2 separate regions of the Mus musculus genome follow, and region 1 is linked to region 2. Evidence: chromatin contacts called from public Hi-C data. All regions are on one chromosome and are shown on one strand. Each heading gives the region's core, a stretch centred on a gene start, on an enhancer-like site or on the middle of the called end of the contact. The rest is flanking DNA. Distances are from core to core; before and after follow the strand shown. Region 1 has its middle 12 kb from the start of Amot. Region 2 has its middle 63 kb from the start of Lhfpl1.

The links. A called contact is a pair of places that touch in the nucleus more often than the background predicts.
Region 1: a contact with region 2 is called in a Hi-C map of cortical neurons, with 1.6 times the contacts expected there. The contact joins two enhancer-like sites. A contact is called at or near these places in 1 of 39 promoter capture datasets (the 3T3-L1 cell line) and 5 of 484 Hi-C or Micro-C datasets (8-cell embryo, the HPC-5 cell line, cortical neurons and 1 more).

Annotation. Positions count from the first base shown.
Region 1 is chrX:145,497,676-145,501,631 of GRCm38.p6, reverse strand. It overlaps a transcript of Amot not described here. Among named protein-coding and RNA genes, the nearest start is that of Amot, 12 kb to the right of the region's middle. Within about 2 kb of position 2,296, at least 16 of the 459 cell types and tissues checked have an H3K27ac peak or open chromatin away from gene starts, as enhancers often do.
Region 2 is chrX:145,410,166-145,414,265 of GRCm38.p6, reverse strand. No RefSeq gene overlaps it. Among named protein-coding and RNA genes, the nearest start is that of Lhfpl1, 63 kb to the right of the region's middle. Within about 2 kb of position 2,490, at least 5 of the 459 cell types and tissues checked have an H3K27ac peak or open chromatin away from gene starts, as enhancers often do.

The sequences.
Region 1 (3,956 bases), core at 1,047-3,546, 88 kb before region 2:
AACTAGCTTTCTTAGTGTCTTTAAACCATTGCTTGATAGGTTTTAAAAAAAAAAAAAACCTCACTATATCTGGACTTTCTCGGGAACATATTTATTGCATAAAAGACTACATTAGCATTTGCTGTGTTGATTCTTTCTTGAACTAAATGAGGCTGTTATTGGGCTTTTGAAGCCTTTTGTTATAGGGGATGGAGTTAATTGTATATATCATTCCGGCTTGTACTAATGCTGGCCACGTTAGATTTAGCCCACACATGCTTGTAGAAAGGATTTAGCATTATTGTCTAGAGACAACTCGAACTTTGTAGATTTTATCCACCTCATTTTGGTAAAGTTTTTTATTTCCACTTATTTTTTGACTAATACCAGGACCTAGATTATTTTTTAGTTTAGCAAATAATGGCCACTGATACCATTTCTGGGTGAACCCACTGGTGGGAGGAGCCTGGCCTTTGGGTACATTTCCTCACTGTAAACTGTGGAGACTGGGCAGAGTGATATTGATAGTCAATTTTCAAAAGTTTATGCTTGCCTTCTGAGGCCTCATTTATCTGGTGTGCCCTTGAAGGATTGCTATCAGAGTGAAGCAAACAGTTATGACAAACACAATCCTGTACTCATCCTGTATGCAGGGGTGGATTGGGGGATGAGTCTGTAATAACACATCGACAGAAATGTGTTTTATATTTTAGCAGTATCAAATAATAAGCCCAAGAGTCTCCACGAAACTTCAAGAATCCTGGTCCCTCTACGAATGGAAATCTTCCATACTTTGGGTCATAAGAGTAGGTAATGTTGCTTTTCAACAAGAGTTCGTTGAGGACAAAGCGTTGTAAACTGCTATAGAGTAAAGGAGTATGAACCAATGAGGACATGTCAAGAGTCTCATAAGTATTGTTCCTGGTGGGCCTGGGGGTACAGATAGGTTTCATTGAGCTCTAATCATTGCCTGATTTAGAGGTGGTTTATGTATGTAGCAAGCCTATTCTTGTGGCCTCCCTCCTCTGCCACTCTTCCCCACAAAGAAAAACCAAACCAGAACCCAGTGTTTACTTATCTAATTGATTGGAAATTATTTTTAAATTGCTGCACCATTGATATTTCATTAAGATAGTATACATTTGGGTGGACTGTGTAGGATCCAGAATGAAGAAGGGGGATCAGGAAGGCCTAGATATGCTTGATTGATAGCCTCAAAAATAATGTTTGCCAGACTGAGGAAAAAAACCGTGAGGAGACGATTTTGTAGGCAACGGAATACACAGTATATAGGTGAAGTCACGTGGTCTGCACACAAAGGGTTCTTTTATCTGAGAACTTTTGTACATAGTGAATCTTAAGTTTCATGGACCTCTAACTTTCCTTCAGTAAATAAAATATAATCTCTGTGTTATGTCTAATTTTTGCTATCTGGTAAACTAATATTATTTCTCCACAAATTCAATGAAATTTCTCCAGCTAAAATGTAAATACTAAAATCTTAAATCTGTAGCATGTATAAATCTCCAAGTGAAATACAGGAATATGCTTCATACTTTGTGTTCCTGGGGGTAAAATTCAGGTGGGTATATTTGGATCTCTCTCTCTCTCTCTCTCTGTGTGTGTGTCTCTCTCTCTCTGTAGATTTGTGGAGTCACTTTCACTCTTTCTCTGGCTGCCTGAAATGGCATTAGTCTGTGTGACTTGAAGCCAGGATCTGGGATTCTCTACCCAGCCCCTCACTGACTTGCCATGTGACCAAGGGTAGCTGAATTAGCTGCTCTAAGCTTCAGTTACCCTTCTGGGAAGCGAGGATATTAATACTTCACAGAGGTGTTTAGGCATGCTTCATATTGGGCACATGCTTTGAGGTCATTGGATGAAAGGTGTTTGTATGATGGCAGAACAAGCTTATTATAGGGTCCTGAGCAGGTGTTCATGTTTAATGAGCTTTTGCTCTCTTATAACATACAGTGCCCTTTGGTGCCCTATTGCCTTACTGACTATAATTAAGATTGACCCTATATTTCTGTTATTGACCCTCTCAACCTTTTCCAAAAAATAAATATTTTCATATTCTGTCATAGGTTGAAGTAAAAATTTAATGGACTGTAGTGACTGTCAGAGTGAGGAAGCGACATTAGTTGGAATGCACCCAAGTGACCAATGAGTTCTTGAAAGTCCCTTCAAATGTTAGAGTAAAGCAAATGTGGCTGCATCTGTGTTTTCAGGGAGAAAAGTTTTGAGGAATATTTGCCTGTGACAAATACTACTGATAGCCAGTGACTGAAACCCAGCTCTTGTGCTGTTTTGTGCACAGCTGGTTTTTATTAATGATGGAATATTTATGCTTGCTGTACAATTCGTGGCTCATTTCCATGTGTATGTCAGAATTTAAATACCCCTAAAGGCAACATTAAGATAACATTAAATATAAATGTGGCCAAGCGAGAAAGAGTGGACTTGGGGGGGTATATCTCCCTTATATTTATTGGTGTTGCTTTAGATTACAATAACTGATCACCTTTCCACATTGATGCTGATCTTATAATATCCCTTAGTAAACTTCACATTTTCATACCTTTGATAGGAACAAGTGATTGGATCCCCCCTATGTATGATGCAGATGAAACTGATGTATGTATTTTTTTAGGACCTTCCCCCCCCCCCCCCAACACATGCTTCTCATTATCCAAGAGGCCTGGTCTCAATCAGGAAAAGAGCAGAGAAACCACATAATTGAAAGGAGAAGGACGGCGGTGCATACTTGGAATATTTGCGGGAAGGGGATTGCTGACATCAGAAAATGCAGTGGCCTGAGTGTTAACAGCATTGGAGAGAAATCAGCTTTCTGTTTCTGTGTATTGAGAATTATTTTAAGGCGATACAAATATGGGCCAGACTTGACATCTTTTATGAAGTTATCCTGGAAACTTTGATGAGTGTTGTTATAGAAAAGTTCAATTAAAACCTTCCTTATTAGGAAGCTAATTAGTGCATCCTTTACTCGTTTTTAGTTGTTTTCAAGGGAGTACCCATTTGCATTGAATTAGTGACATGCTTCCTCGTGTGATAGCAAACTAAGATTAAAAAAATATCACACAGGAGGAAAAGCATTTAGATTGCCAGTCCTGAAAACATAGAATTTCCTTTGTTCCATTTGGGTTTTCAGTTCAGATCTTTGTTTTTACTCCCAAATGGGTAGTGAACTGGGGAATAGTTGTGAATTGGGGAACTATAGTGGCTTATGATAACACACCATTTTATTTCATTTTTCCCTTCTTGTATGATTGTCTTCTGTCTGTATCCCTCCCCCCTCTGTGTGCGTGTGCATGTACATGCTTGTGTCTGCCTTAATACATGCATGTGTTGGGAGCAGGAGAGAGGGGGGTACAGATTGTTTTCCAAAGCAAATAGTATTTGGAACTAAGAAAAATAGTGATGACCTGTTTCACCCCCTAGGGGGTTCTTTCTGCCCGAGGGTTCTGATTGGGATTGTGTAGGGAAGTGTGGCAAATTTTCTGACCTGGTTGTTTCTGTGACCAGGCTGAGCACACTTTTGGTACCGTGAAGAGGTTATGGTGCACTAACCTTAAGAACATATGCCTCCTAATAGGTTCTAGTTTGCTTCACCTCTTTTAGGGAAATCAACATTGGTTTCTGAGATTTCAGGACCATCTGCAGAAGACTAGATGTTCTATAGAGGGATGCAATATATTTTGAGCTTCACTTCCCTCCATAACTTGTAGGAGATAGTCATTCTTTATACATAGTCCCTGGTGCTGCCCCCCCCCCATGGGCCATGCCTGCCTTAATGTCCATTACTGGGGCAATTACTTTGGCCACATGGCATGTGGCATAACTGATCGTACTCAAGTACTTTGAGAAGGCAAGGTCTAAATTCAGCTCTGTCAAGCAACGCAGTCACACTGGGTTTCTGGTGCTTGCAGGTCAGCAGCCGGAGGAGGGGCAGTGTC
Region 2 (4,100 bases), core at 1,241-3,740:
TTTCCTCCCCTCTCTTCCCTTCCCTTCTCTCCTCTCCCTTCCCAGCTGTCCTCTCCTCTCCAGCTTTCAAGCATTCTCTATTTGTGTCTTTGCTCCTTGCAACAATTAGATTTTTTTCTCTCCCATTTTCTCATTCTGTTCCTTTACTTCTGTACCCATATGAGTTTTTCTTCCTTCCCTCCCTCTTTGGGTTTTGACACAAGGTTTCCCTGTGGCCTGGCTGCTGAACTGCTCTGTAGACCAGGCTTGCCTTGAAGGCAGGGAAATCTGACTGCCTCTGACTACCTAGTGCTGGCTAGGATTAAAGGCATGTGGATCACTCACAGCCAACATCCTATGTGAAGTTTTTAATCCTACACTTTTCCTAAATAACCCTTGCACTTCCTCTCATTAATTCTGCATCTATTGCACACCTGGCACTGGGATGCCCCTGGTCCATTCCTACCACTCACATCTACCATGGTCAAGACATTCATTTCAATGTCTAAAATGTTATTAACAGTATGATTAAGCCTTTCCTACTCATTTTCCAATTTTTCCAACACCATACACATTGACTAATGGGAATAAGTTTCTGTGGAACCCAGGATGCAGTTGTGAGAGAGGACTTAAGGGTAGTACTACTGGAGTCTTGAAGCCTGGGTTGAACTAGCTGGAAGGTGACGGAAGAGGGACTGAATATGCCTTTAAGGGTCTGTGGGACTTTCTAGTAACTGAAAAACAAAAGTAGCATCCTTATCCCTTTAAGACAAACATGCACAGCTCTCTCTCTCTCTCTCTCTCTCTCTCTCTCTCTCTCTCTCTCTCTCTGTGTGTGTGTGTGTGTGTGTGTGTGTGTGTGTGTGTGTGTTTTAATCTAGTTGGTACATCAGCAGCTTCTTGAATGATAGTGAAGGGCCACAGGGAGACAGAAAGAGTGAGTGTGAGGGCATGCTGGAGAGGGCACTAAAAGAGATAAAAGAAAAGAACGGCCAGTATTTTGAGAATGTATTTGAAAAAGTGTGGAGAGTACAGAATAGTTTGATTCTAGCAATTTTCTCTGGATGAGACAGATTATTTCTATAAAATATGGCCCAGGGGACAATCTTCTTTTTTTATCAAATTATTATTGTAATATCAAATATTTCTTGAATGTCTTTTATTTAATCCTCACAATGACACAAAGAGATAGAGGCTATTATGTTTCTATTTCCTGCTAGGAAGATGAGTTGTAGAGAAAGGAAGTAAGTAGTTCAAGGTCACATGTCCGGTAAGTGACTGAACCAGATACAAGGCCAGACGCACATATTATACTGGTTCATATCAGCACTGTGCTCTATGTGCACGGATGTCCAGTCAGTAAACCACTGTAGAGGCTAGGAACTCACCTCTGTTCTACATTCCTTTCCTGTTTGTTTCTCTTGCCTCCTCCCTGACTTCCAATGTCATGTGTGTGCACGTACATGAACACGAGTGCATGCACTTGTGAGAATTAGGAGTATGTCATATGTTTGAATGTAGGCATTTGTGAGACAGAGAACACACGTAGAGGTCAGAAGACAAGAGCATCAGGTGTTGATTTTCACCTACTACCTTGTTTGTTAATGGGTTCCTTATTGAGTTAAAGGGGTTTCCAGCCCCATAGGAGGAACAACAATATGAACCAACCAGACCCTCCAGAGCTCCCAGGGACTAAACCACGAACCAAAGAGTAGACATGGAGGGACCCATGCCTCTAGTTGCATATGTAGCAGAGGATGGCCTTGTGGGACATCAATGGGAGGGGAGGCCCTTGGTCCTGTGAAGGCTCTATGCCCCAGTGTACGGGAATGCCAGGACAGGGAAGTAAGAGTCGGTGCGTTAGTGAACAGGGGAGGGGGGATGGAATAGGGAGGTTTTTGGAGGGGAAATGAAGATGGGAGATAAAATTTGAAATGTAAATAAAGAAAATATCTAATAAAAATAAAAATAAATAGGGTTTCTTCTTATTCTTTGCCGTTGCATCTGTCAGGCGGTCTGGCCTGTGAGCTTCTGGGGATACTCCTGCATCTGTTTTTCATCTTGTCATATGAACACTGGGTCTGTAGACACACAGTACTACATCCACATTTACAGGGTTTTTGGAGATTGGCACTCAGGACTTCATGCTTCCATGAAGAACATTTCACGCACAGAGTCACCTCCTTAGCCATTTCAATACTTTTTAGGGAGACTAGAGGCGAAGGAATGGGAATGATTAGTAATGGGCATACAGTTAGTTCAGTGCAGAAAAAACATTGAATTCTGTCCTGAAGCACATATTAATGACTAAAACAAAAACAAAAAAAAAACAAAACAAAACAATACAAACAAACAAAAAACCCTCATGAGCTACCTTCATGTTAGCCATACTCTTATGTTGTCTTTTTCACAGAGGAAACAAAAACCCCTTCCATGACTCCTCCAGGGTCACACATCTGCTGGATGTGTTAAAACCCGAGACTCTAAGCTACATGTCTTCAAGGCTTTGTCCTTGTCCCCGATGCCTCAGCTTGGCTGCCAACCTTCTTTGTTCCTTTATGTTTTGTCTCTTGCAATTCTCTCACTTCCTTTTCAAAGTTACTTGCCAAGTCGTCACCAGAAATGGGAGTTGTATTTTCATTTTCTGGATGATTTCCTGACTGGCCACATTCTCCTTCAGTGATTACTTCTGATCACTGTCTTTTCTCAGTAGCAACTCATCCGTGTAAAACTGGAAGGGAAGGGAGCTTGCCGCTGTTCCGTGCCAACAAAGTTAAGAAACTTAATCCCTAGATGACAAAAAAATGAATTGCCAGTTAAAAATCATTTTATTTTCCTTAAATACTTTCAGTTTGTCAGAATGGAGTTTGTTTTTTTTTTTCCACACTTTTTGATATTTTAAAACAACAAAGCGTTGCCTGTGCAATGATCTCTCTCCATTGATGTCTCTGTCTTTGTCTCTGTCTCCCTCCCTCCCTCCCTACCTCAGTCACTTCCATCCTCCCTCCCTCTCTTCCTTCCCATTTCCCTGGGACAGCCAAGTGACTTACTCATAATCACACTGCTAGAGAAACGATGCTAGGAATCTGAACTCAGGACTTTGTGCTGATACAGCAAGCTCAGGCATCCCCTCCTTAGCTTCAGAGTCCTTTCTAGTCCTTCCTGAAGGGACTCTAGATTCTAGGAGGCTGCAGTTGAGAAAATGTGGTAGGTGGTACTCTTGCACGATGAGAACCATCCCTTAGAGGCAAAGGAAAGAGTAAAGCAGTAAAAACAATACCACGTTATGCAAAGTGTTTCTTTTCAAGAAGACACTCCTGGGTCCCATGTGTTTGCAAGTCCTTTCAGTGTTACCAGTGTAGGTTGCAGGAGCCTCTGAGCTGTATCTTAGCCAGCTTTATCTGAATGAGAGCAGTTAGGAGGGAGAATAAAAGGCAATCCTGCCCAGTGCTTTGTCTCTCAGCAGGAATACTCTTTGAACAGCTTAGGGTATTTTACATTCACCCCTCTTTTTACTAAATTACTTCTCAATTCTAACATCCTTTTGCAGTTAGAAAGATATTTGCATGTCTTCAAATTTTTATTCCTTTGAGTAATCTTTTTTTTCCAATTTTTTATTAGCTATGTACTTCATTTACATTTCAAGTGCTATCGTGAAAGTCCCCTACACCCCCCATCCCCTACCCACCTTCTCCCACTTCTTGGCCCTGGTGTTCCCCTGTACTGGGACATAAAAAGTTTGCAATACCAATGATGGCCGACTAGGCCATCTTTTGATACATATGCAGCTAGAGACATGAGCTCTGGGGTTACTGGTTAGTTCATATTGCGGTTTCACCTATAAGGTTGCAGACCCCTTTAGCTCCTTGGGTACTTTCTCTAGCTCCTCCATTGGGGGCCCTGTGTTCATCCAATAGCTGACTGTGAGCATCCACTTCTGTGTTTGCCAGGCACTGGCACAGCCTCACAAGAGACAGCTATATCCGGGTCCTTTCAGCAAAATCTTGCTGGCAGAAGTAGAAAGCAGAGCTGGGAAAGCCATGTTATGGTGCTTAGGAAACCAAGAAGAATGAAAAGGCGAATCTCTGCTGTAAACAGAGTGCTGTCTTGAAATAGCAAGG